Linked DNA regions of Columba livia: region 1 is linked to region 2. The links are chromatin contacts, called in public Hi-C maps. All regions are on one chromosome and are shown on one strand. The core of a region is the stretch at or near the end of the contact, and the rest is flanking DNA. Distances in the headings are between cores, read along the strand shown.

Region 1 (4,955 bases), core at 1,702-4,201, 78 kb after region 2:
CCTTTTATTAGTCTCAAAATAAAATTAATCATCATGGTAATACAGCATTAAATAATTTCCCTGTTTTCAGTCAAGCACAGGATTTTCAAGGAGAGGTTTTTTGCTTGACGTTGTGGTTATTTTTTGTTTGTTTGTTTGTTTTGTTTTGTTTTGTTTTGTTTTTTTGAGGGGGCAGTGTCTTTTTCCTCTCAGTTTACAGCAAGTTTTATAAGTACGCATGGGCTTGGAGGCAGAGATCTCTGAAGACAGTGGCTGTGTGCAGGAGGGAAGCTCACCAAAAGGGAATTCCTTAGCCTTTCTCAATCACATCTTCTTCTATCTGAATACACATATAGCCCCAGTGCAGTTTCCCATGAAACAGTGAAATGGCACATCCATATAAAATGATCAGATGTTAGAAAGGTATAATTATAACCCAGTCCCTTCACTCTTTTTCCTTTTCTCCTCCAAGAGAAGTTCTGCTTGGATAAATAACATCCAGTTTCATTTGCATTTTTAATGTCTTGTTTACCTTTACAGAGCCACCAGGGTACAGAGCAGTTTTTAAGTACTTTCTCAACATATTTTTAACCATTGCAGCTGAAAATGTTTTCATTTTGCTGTTATCTTTGCTTTTTTATGATTACCCACATTTCTATACTAAAAATCACAGATATTTTAAGAATGTACAGAGTCACTTGTACAGTACTCCTTGTACAAGTCCAAAGCATAGAAGTCATGCTACTAAATAAAAATTCTTTAACAGCTAAGGCATTGATTTTAGTTTATGTAGCTGCAGAAGTCAAAGATGTTATTTAGCCACAGCTCTTTGTTCTGTGTTTCTGCTTGGCCTCACTATGTGGCTGCATTCCTCTATTTCAGCCATTTCACAGCAAAGTCCAGCATTTCAGCTCAGTCTTCAGGTGGCCATTAACTTAGTAACCATATTTTTCCCCAAAACAGCTGAGATACGGGCATAGTTTCCCCAAGTCTCCAGTGGGGATGGTGAGCCAACAAAAAGACAGTGAAAGCAGCTGGGCCCAGGAAGAATAAACCAATGCAGTGAGATACTTCAGTGCTCAGCTGTCAGAAGCCATGGTCTCTGATCTCACAAATCCTGACATATGTTTTAAGTTCTCTACAAGTGAGTAATTAAATAAGATTAATCAAATTCACACACATGAGCATGTGTGTGTTTCCAGATGCATAATATAATAATGTTGGCAGCATGAAACAGTGAAATTATGTATATACTGCCACAGGACCTCGCTATTTGGGGGTTAAATTTCAGCAGTCAATTATTTCAATTTTAAGAATCTTTTAACAGAATATGAAACAACCAAGCTACAGCAACAGCCAAAGCCAAAACATCATACTGTGAATATAGTAATGATATTGCCATTTAAATATTTAAATAAATATTTAAATATTGCAACCGTTTGAAGTATTTATGCATGTGCACTCACAACATTTAATAATTGCACCACTGAGATATCAGTATGGGGTTCATTTTATTTAACTACAGATGTTTACAGCTCAGCTAGTGACTCGGCTTGCTCTATGGTTAGTGGAGAGAATTAGTCTTTGCAAGGGCACAATTCATCTCAGTTGTTTGCAAAGCCTTTAGTAAATATACTGACATAATAAAGTAGGAATTGGAAGTCTTCCTGGGCATCTCCAACATAGTCAGCCAATGTTATCAAACAGTCCTGCCATTATTGAATAGATGTTCTTGTCTGCATCTCCATCTTTCTGAGAATGGTTGATGTCTTTTAGTCTTTAGCAAACAAAATCTTTGTTAGATTTTTGTTTTTGCTGATATTTAGCACAGGGCAATATTGACTTAAATGTTATTTTCCTGTTCTCTTGACACATTTCATCTTGAAAGATCCCCTTTTTTAGCTGCCTGCTCCAGTCTTGCCTTACAGAATTTTGCAATCTTGCATTTTGACAAACAGTAACAAGTCTTTTTTTGTTGATGTTTCCAAAACAGACTTCTGAAACCTCTTTCCTCACTTAACATCTGTTGTATTTTGACCTATTGTGCCAGTCTCCTGCTTGACACAAATTCCATGTTCTGACTTGCCCCAGTTCCATAGATGATCTCACAAACTCGCAGTTTACTTCAAATATCAAATCAGTCAATAGGGTTTTGAATGGCCTTTCTAAAGGACTAGAGAAAGCTAAAGCCAAATTTATTCTAAAATGAAGCTTTATAAATTTACATAAAGACTGTCTGATGAGGTTGCCTTCAATGGTGGGAAGCTATGGCAGCAAACATAGCAACAGAGTAATCCATTTTTCTGTGCCATGGTCCTGTGTCACTCAATGCACAATTACATTGTGGATAAACATATGATGTGCTACAAAGGAAACTGTGTTGCAGTGTGATCAAGAAGATTTGATAATTCTTATCACATACTCAGGACCTGTTCCAAGAAGAGCGAGCAAAAGATATTAGAAAATATGAACAAAGATTTATAGCTTTACCACTCCACTGATGTCACAGGGCTTTTCTTTTTCTATGCTGCTAGCATGACCGAAATAAAATGTTTGTCAATATTTCCTGATCAGCAGGAGTATTACAGTTCTCTGCACATCTATGTAATTGCTCTCCTTACTTTAAACTTTCTGTAGACCACAGGACAAGAGATTTCACATTACAGTTCCTACCATTAGCCACTGATGGGATTGCCCAGTTTAATTATGTGTCTTTGTATTAACCATACAAATTATAATTGCAATTATAACTATAATAAATTATAACTTATTAACCAGTTACTGTATTTTACCAGTAAAAGGTGTGAGTTTGTTGCTGTAGTAGAAGTTTCCTGTACCAAAAACTCTGAGAATTGGTGCTTCGTTGATTGGTATCCCTGAAAGCTGGAACATTTCCTATAACTCCAGACTGTTAAACTTTTGTGGGCTGGGCTTTCAGAGTGGTAAATACACTGAACTCCATCCCTTGGAACCTTTTTGCCTATATTTAACTTTGGCTACCTCTGTGAAAAAAAGACTTGCTAAACTCAATTAATGAATTTGTTGACATAGCTTCAATTCTTTGCTTAAATATTTCTCTATTATATTCATTCCCTTGCAGAAAAAGAGTTCACTGTGTTTCGTAATGTTAGTGATATACAGCTTCTTAGGAGCTGCAGTGTTTGCATTTTAGTTTGTATCCCTATTTAAAAAAAAAAAAAAAAAAAAAAGAAAAAAGAAAAAAGAAAAAAGAAAAAAAAGTAGAGTGGTGCATCTGTTTCCCTTCTGATCAAGCATCTGTTTTCTGCATAGTTCACTTGGGGCCTCTGCTGTAACTCCAGAGCTGGATTCTTGCTTCTGCTCACAGCCTGATACATATTAACTGCTCTGGTAAAACCTCTCAAGGATAAGCATTATTAGGGGCTCTTATTTCATCTTCCTGCAGTCTTCATTTATTGGGCTGAAGCCTGATTCTAACTTTTTTTAAAAAGTACGTATGTTTCTAATTGGGCTGCCTGAAGCCTACCTAACTGTTCCAGTCAGTGCAATTTGCAAAATAACTTACGCATTACAGTTTTGTTCTGGTTTGGTAAATCAGTGAAAGAAGCTGTTCTTGAGTGGGAAAACTTTTGTCAATTCTATGATGATTCTAAGATCTGATCAATCATCTATGTAGAGTGAGAAATCAGCCTCCAGGTCTATGTCATGTCTGCTGCGTAATGTCATTGATTTAAAAGATTCCAATTTTTATTCTAGTGAGTATCAAATGCTCACATCAATATAATATGCTCACATATTGTGGAAGATGCAACTTCAAATTTAAAAAATGTTTTAAAATGTTGGAACAAGTTATTAGTATTTGAATGGAGCAAGAAGATTTGTCTGACTATGAGGTAAAGGCAGGAGCATGAGTGTAGTATGAAGGAGCTGAACTTCTGGGGCTAAACTGTGTTCATTCTTGTTACACTGTGTTGGATGCATTCTAGTAATCAGTGTTGTCTCATGTGTGAAAACAACATTGTGATGCAAATTGTAGCTGTCAGACGACTCTCAATTATAAAATAGTCTTTGGAGACCAAGCAATTGAACCATGTAGTAGATGACACAGGTTGCTAATCAAAATTTTCATCTTATTCGGCATTTTCTGAAACTGAGGAGTTGTGAATTCACTGCACTCATTGCTTTTAATTACAATCACATGTGAAGAATTGAGCTTCTGGACACCAGCTGATACTGCTCGTGTTTTATTCAGTCATATAAGACACATGACCCTCCTTGCGCAAGCATCAAATCAGGGCATTTGTGTTCTTGTGACTGAATGCAATTAACCCAGTCATTTTTCTGAGTCAGTGGAATTTCAGTGACTTTGTATCTCTCAAAAATCTCAAGTAAATTAAATCAATAATTTGATTTGCTCATATGTGAAAATTCTTTCCTCCTAGTGTTAAAAGGGGCTACAATTTCCATTAAATGTACCTGAACTCCTATTAGTTCAAGGCAAGGCACTGAAACGGAACAAGCTGGTGAGACTAACTGACAGGTAGTAATTGGACACTAATCTTTTAAAAATCATGTATTTCATTCAAGAAGTCAGCAAATTCTAGCTCCATAACATTTTTTTTTCTACTACTGGAGAAAAATAGTGACCATGTGCTCAAACTTTACCAAATGTTTTATAAACTTACAGTTTAGATTTCAGCTAATTTCAGCTTTCAGCTTGTCCAGTTAACCGAATCAAATTGCTCAGTCTTCCTGCAGTGGAGTAAGGCTTTCTAAATGCATAATGATTTGTTATTTGGATAAATCTGTTCCCGACATATTCTAAAGTAAGACTTCTTCCAGACTCACGGAATGTGGCAGTCATGTAAATTCTTATGTTTGGAGATGTATGGGCCTGCTTGACCATAGCACATAGCCCAGTAAACTGACAGAATTCTGAAGATGTTTTAATTTTATAATTTAGTAGAGAGTCATATGTTTCATGGAGAGAATTTTTC
Region 2 (4,555 bases), core at 470-2,969:
GGACGGGAGTGAAGCTCTCTCAGAGTTTAAATGCCTCTGAAGGCTACTAGGAACGAGGGCTGGCCCTTCGCCAAAAACCCAAATGCCTGAAGGAAACTACTTAGCTCCATTTCAATCACGTACTATGAAGCTGTCTCTTTGAAAAGGGAAGGGGGGGAGGGGAAGAAAAATAAAAAAAGGCATTGCATACAATTAGTAAGCATGTGAAGGTTGTAACACTTTGCATTTCGACCTTCTCGGAAAGGCTCCCCGGTCCTTCTTGAAAAGCCAGCAGGTATTTGATCTGGTCACCGGGCTGAGCAGCTCCCGGCTGGGGAGCGGAGCCAGCGGACCCCCCCGGGGTAACGCCAAAATGTCAGCGGTGACCGCAGCTCCTGCCAACCCGGCGTTTGGATCAAATTAAGGAGGATGGGGAAAAAAAAAAAAAAAAAAAAAAAAGGAAAAAAGAAAAGGCAACGAAATATGTCCATTAAAGGGAAGGAGCCTCTGTTCTTCCTCCTTCCCGACCAAGGCAATTAGCACAAGGGGATTGCTGTCATATGACTGGCAACTCACAGACTCTGCAAAGCTCGCTGCTCTGGGAAAAAGCAACATTATATACATATATGTATATACACACAGAGATATGTGTACATGTGCGTACATACAACACTCCTGTTGTTTTTTTCCCACCATCGTCAGGAAAAAAAAAAAAAAGAAAAAGAAAAAACAACAACAACAACAAAAACGCAGCAAGGGGCGGAAAGCAGCCCTTGGCCAAAGCAGGGAGCTCGGATGACAAGACCCAGCTGTGGAGCTTGGACCTGGTACAAGCGCAAAACTTTTGCCAGGACTCGGTGTGGAGCGGGCGGGAGCGGAGCGCCGGGTCCGCGGAGCGCGGAGGCCGCCGCGCTGACAGCCCCGCGCACGCAGGGCCGGGCGGTAAGTCAGGAGAGACGGAGATGCGCAGCTCCTCACACTCACCTCGGGACTCTTCCACTCTCCCCGAAAAAAAGCCGTATTGTTTAAAAGCAAAACACCTGCTTCAAAACATCTCTACACATTTGTGCTTAATGCTCCCCAAAGTCGTTGCTGACACTTGGGCTTTTTTTCTTTTTTTTTTTTTTTTTTTTTTTAAATCCGCTCATCCTTTAATACGGCTTAAAAAAAAAAAAAAAAAAGAACGAAAAACACCCCGACAACAACAACAACAACATCGACATCCTCGTTTACCTGTTGCCAATATTCCTCCAGGGACGGCAAGGCTGAGAAGTAACCCGTGTCGTGCACAATCTGGAGTTCCTGGAAGATGCTGCACATTGGGAGAACATCCATGTCTCAAGTTGCAACAACAAAGTCAGTGCTGGTTACCAAAAATACAGATGCCTCCTTTATGTGCAGGGGTTGCGGGGTGTGTGCGGGGGGGTGTCAAACCTCTGCTCACAGTTTCCAAGCCCCCCCCCTTCCTCCAGAGAAGAAAAAAAAAATAATTGTATATATATAAATATATATCAATTCCTTGAGGAGCTTAGGGAGGAAAAAAGACCCAAAGTTTCATGCAAAGTTTAATTGCACAGCAAGGCAGTACGTCTCCCGAGGCGGCCGCGGCGGCGGCTCTCCCCTCCCGCGGCCGGCGGAGGACACTTGCGCAGGAGCGGACCCAATATTTGCAAACACGGCGCTGACTGCGAATGTAACCCCCTGCGAAACTTCCCTATTCAAAGCTCTGCCCGGCCGCGCCGCCGCCCCCGCCCCCCGCGCCCTCCCCCGCCCCGCGTGATCCCATTACGCCGCCTGCCGCCGCGGCCCAATCTCCGCCACGCACTCCGCGCCCCGCGTGCCAATGATGTCAGAGCCGCCCAATCGCCGCCCGGCAGGCATCGCGGCTCCTCCTGGCGTGACCGAGCCCGGCCGTGACGGCTCCCGCCATTGGCTCGATTCGAAATTCGCCCCCTCCTGATTGGCGAGCCGGGCGGCAGGCTATTTTTAGCAGGGTATATAAAGCGGGGAAGCGGGGAGGTGTGCGCTCGCGAGCCGGCCGCTAGCGAGGGAGCCGCGCGGGGGAGGGGAGCGGGCGGCCGCGCGCTGCCATGCGGTGCTGACGGCCGGCGCGGGGGGCGCTGCGGAGCTGTGAGGCGGCCCCGGGCGCTGTGAGGGGAGCTGGGGGGCACGGGAGCCGGTTCGGGTCCCCCCGACCGGGGGAACCTGCCCTGCGGCGGTTCCTGGAGCTCCTCGCAGGGCGCTCCTGGCGTGGGGAGCCGTGGTTGCCTGGTAGCGCTCGGGCGCTGTGCCTGGCCGGGCCCGCGGCGCTGTCAGTGTGTCCCATCTCACTGCGGGAAGGGGGTCAACATCGACCCCCGTGGCTCCCTTTCCACAAGGCTTCAAAGCACAAGTCCATGTATTCTACAAGTCTCCTTGGTCATGCTTTCCCAGTGAGCAGGAGGTCTGGAAAGTGACTTCTAGGAGACAGCTGAGACCGTCACTGTCGCCTCAGTGAGGAGATTGATGTTAGGGCAGAACATTCCCTTTTTTTAACACTAGACCTGTCAATCATGTGGATGTCTTAATATAATTAAAAAACGCGTTGTTGTTAGCTTTCCAAATGAGTGTCCAGCACATGGAACAAACAATCCTAATGTGTTTCTTTTATTAAAGAACTTATAAATTTTCCACTGATGTTTCCATCGTAATCTCTACTCTGTTATTTCCATTTCCCCACTTCTCTCTGTATCTGTTGCTAGTTACCTACAGATGGTAACTGAAGTGTTTAATGTCTGTTTCTTCTGCTGACTGTCTTCTGTGAGCTAGCTGATTGCAGGTGTGAAAATGTCAGTCTAACTTTCCATCCCCAAGCCCCTCATAAACTATTAATATGGTGATTCCATAAACAAACAACTGGTGTTCATGGTTGGGTTTTCCTGTGTCTATGAAAAGAAAAAAAAAAAAGCCTCAGGTCAATTAGAGCATTATGTTATGTTTAGAAAAACAAGCTAATGCTGGAGACTCAAAACATCTAAATGCAGAGAATGAAGCCCACGTGGTTTGGTCAGTAATTCTTTACTCGGCTTCACGTGGCCAAACAAATATGTATTCAAAATTGCCTTGCGGACAACATATAGCACAGGTGGGTTTCTGTCTAGTTGGGGCCAAAACTAGATCTGGAGAAAAGTGAAGAAGAAGAAAAAAAGAAGTCCTCTTAAGCAGATGAATTATACACCTTACTTGAGCTAACTTTTAGTTCTGTAGAGTTAAATATTTTGTGGTCTGAAATGTGGTGTGGGCTCCAGTCAAATATAACCTGGTAACATAATTCTGAAAATCCTCCGTGTTTGTTTAACTGACCTGCTCCGTCTTTGTAGAAGATTTTCTTTTCAAACATAGTGACAGTGAATGCTACTGACCACTCTTCTTATTTTACACTTGCCCCTTTTTAGCTGTGTTTCGTGTAAGAGAGATCTGGGCTTGTCAGAGGCTGGGTGAGAATTACTCTGCCCATGTGGAGTTTGAAGCATAAAGATCTCATTTTGTAAAGTTATATTTGGATAGGTGGTATCTCTCAGCGAGGGACAACAGATGTAAGTTGATAGAGACACAATAATAAAAAAGAAAGGTCCTTTAATAAAATGCATTTTTATTTGACAAGTAAGGTTTTCTTAATGTTTTCTTTGCTTCTGCCAGTCAGTGATTGGTTGAGCAGGATTAAGATTGACATAGGAAAAAAATAAAACAAATCAAAGAAAACCATGGCACAGATATGACTATGTTGCAGTACAAGCTACTTAAGATATGACCTGATTAAATCCTCGCTTTGATTAGGGCATTATCAATTGACATTTCAAATAAAATTTACCTATGTGTCACTGGATGTGTTAATCCTGGGTTATAAATGTATTAACAAATTTTATTCTGTGTAGAGTGAAGTAAACAGATGTAGTGTTTTCACTCAGTATATTTTTAATCAGGAGTTAAAATGAAACAGTGAGTCAATAACACACTGTGGTTTGGGAGGCTGTTCCATGGAACGCAAGCTGAAGGGAAACTACTGGCACAAAGAGCAGCCAGGTGGAACGAAGGGATGGCATGCAAGTGTAAGGGAATTTATTGTAGTCTATGGAGGATAATAAACATTAGGACAAATTTTAATTGGCCTCAAAATGAAAGAATGAACTACTGGAGATACTTGAAAATATAATTTAGTCTCTAATGACTTTCTTCAAGCTATACAGAGTACTAAAGTTTCAAATATCCACTTTATACCAGTGGCATTTTTTGAATCATGCACCAGGGTGGAATTTACCACAAATATCATAAATGAAAACACGTTCTAGCTTAAAAAAAAACCCAGACCAAAACCAGTCAGTCCCTTGAGACTATACCACTTTACTTAGATGTGCCAATCAGAGAACACCTGATTTGTAGCAGAGGCCTCTTCAGTTTTCATGAAGGATGCTGAAGCACGTACGTGGAACAGGCAGTGCTAATGGTAGGGAGGGAATGCAGCTGCTGAGTTCCTTAGGTAAATTTCTTGTGGCTGCTGTACAGCTAATTCAGCATGTATGCCCTTGATTATGTTGAG

What was found. Hi-C and Micro-C count contacts between places; a contact is called where the count stands out from the background.
Region 1: a contact with region 2 is called in a Hi-C map of liver, with 2.0 times the contacts expected there. The contact joins the enhancer-like site here to the promoter of KLF6 in region 2. A contact is called at or near these places in 2 of 2 Hi-C or Micro-C datasets (crop and liver).

Annotation. Positions count from the first base shown.
Region 1 is chr2:13,745,665-13,750,619 of bColLiv1.pat.W.v2, forward strand. No RefSeq gene overlaps it. Among named protein-coding and RNA genes, the nearest start is that of KLF6, 77 kb to the left of the region's middle. Within about 2 kb of position 2,952, at least 3 of the 3 cell types and tissues checked have an H3K27ac peak away from gene starts, as active enhancers do.
Region 2 is chr2:13,669,251-13,673,805 of bColLiv1.pat.W.v2, forward strand. KLF6 (KLF transcription factor 6) reads right to left here and starts at 1,720. Exons shown (of 4, transcript XM_005504158.4): 1 at 1,213-1,720. The coding sequence starts at 1,314.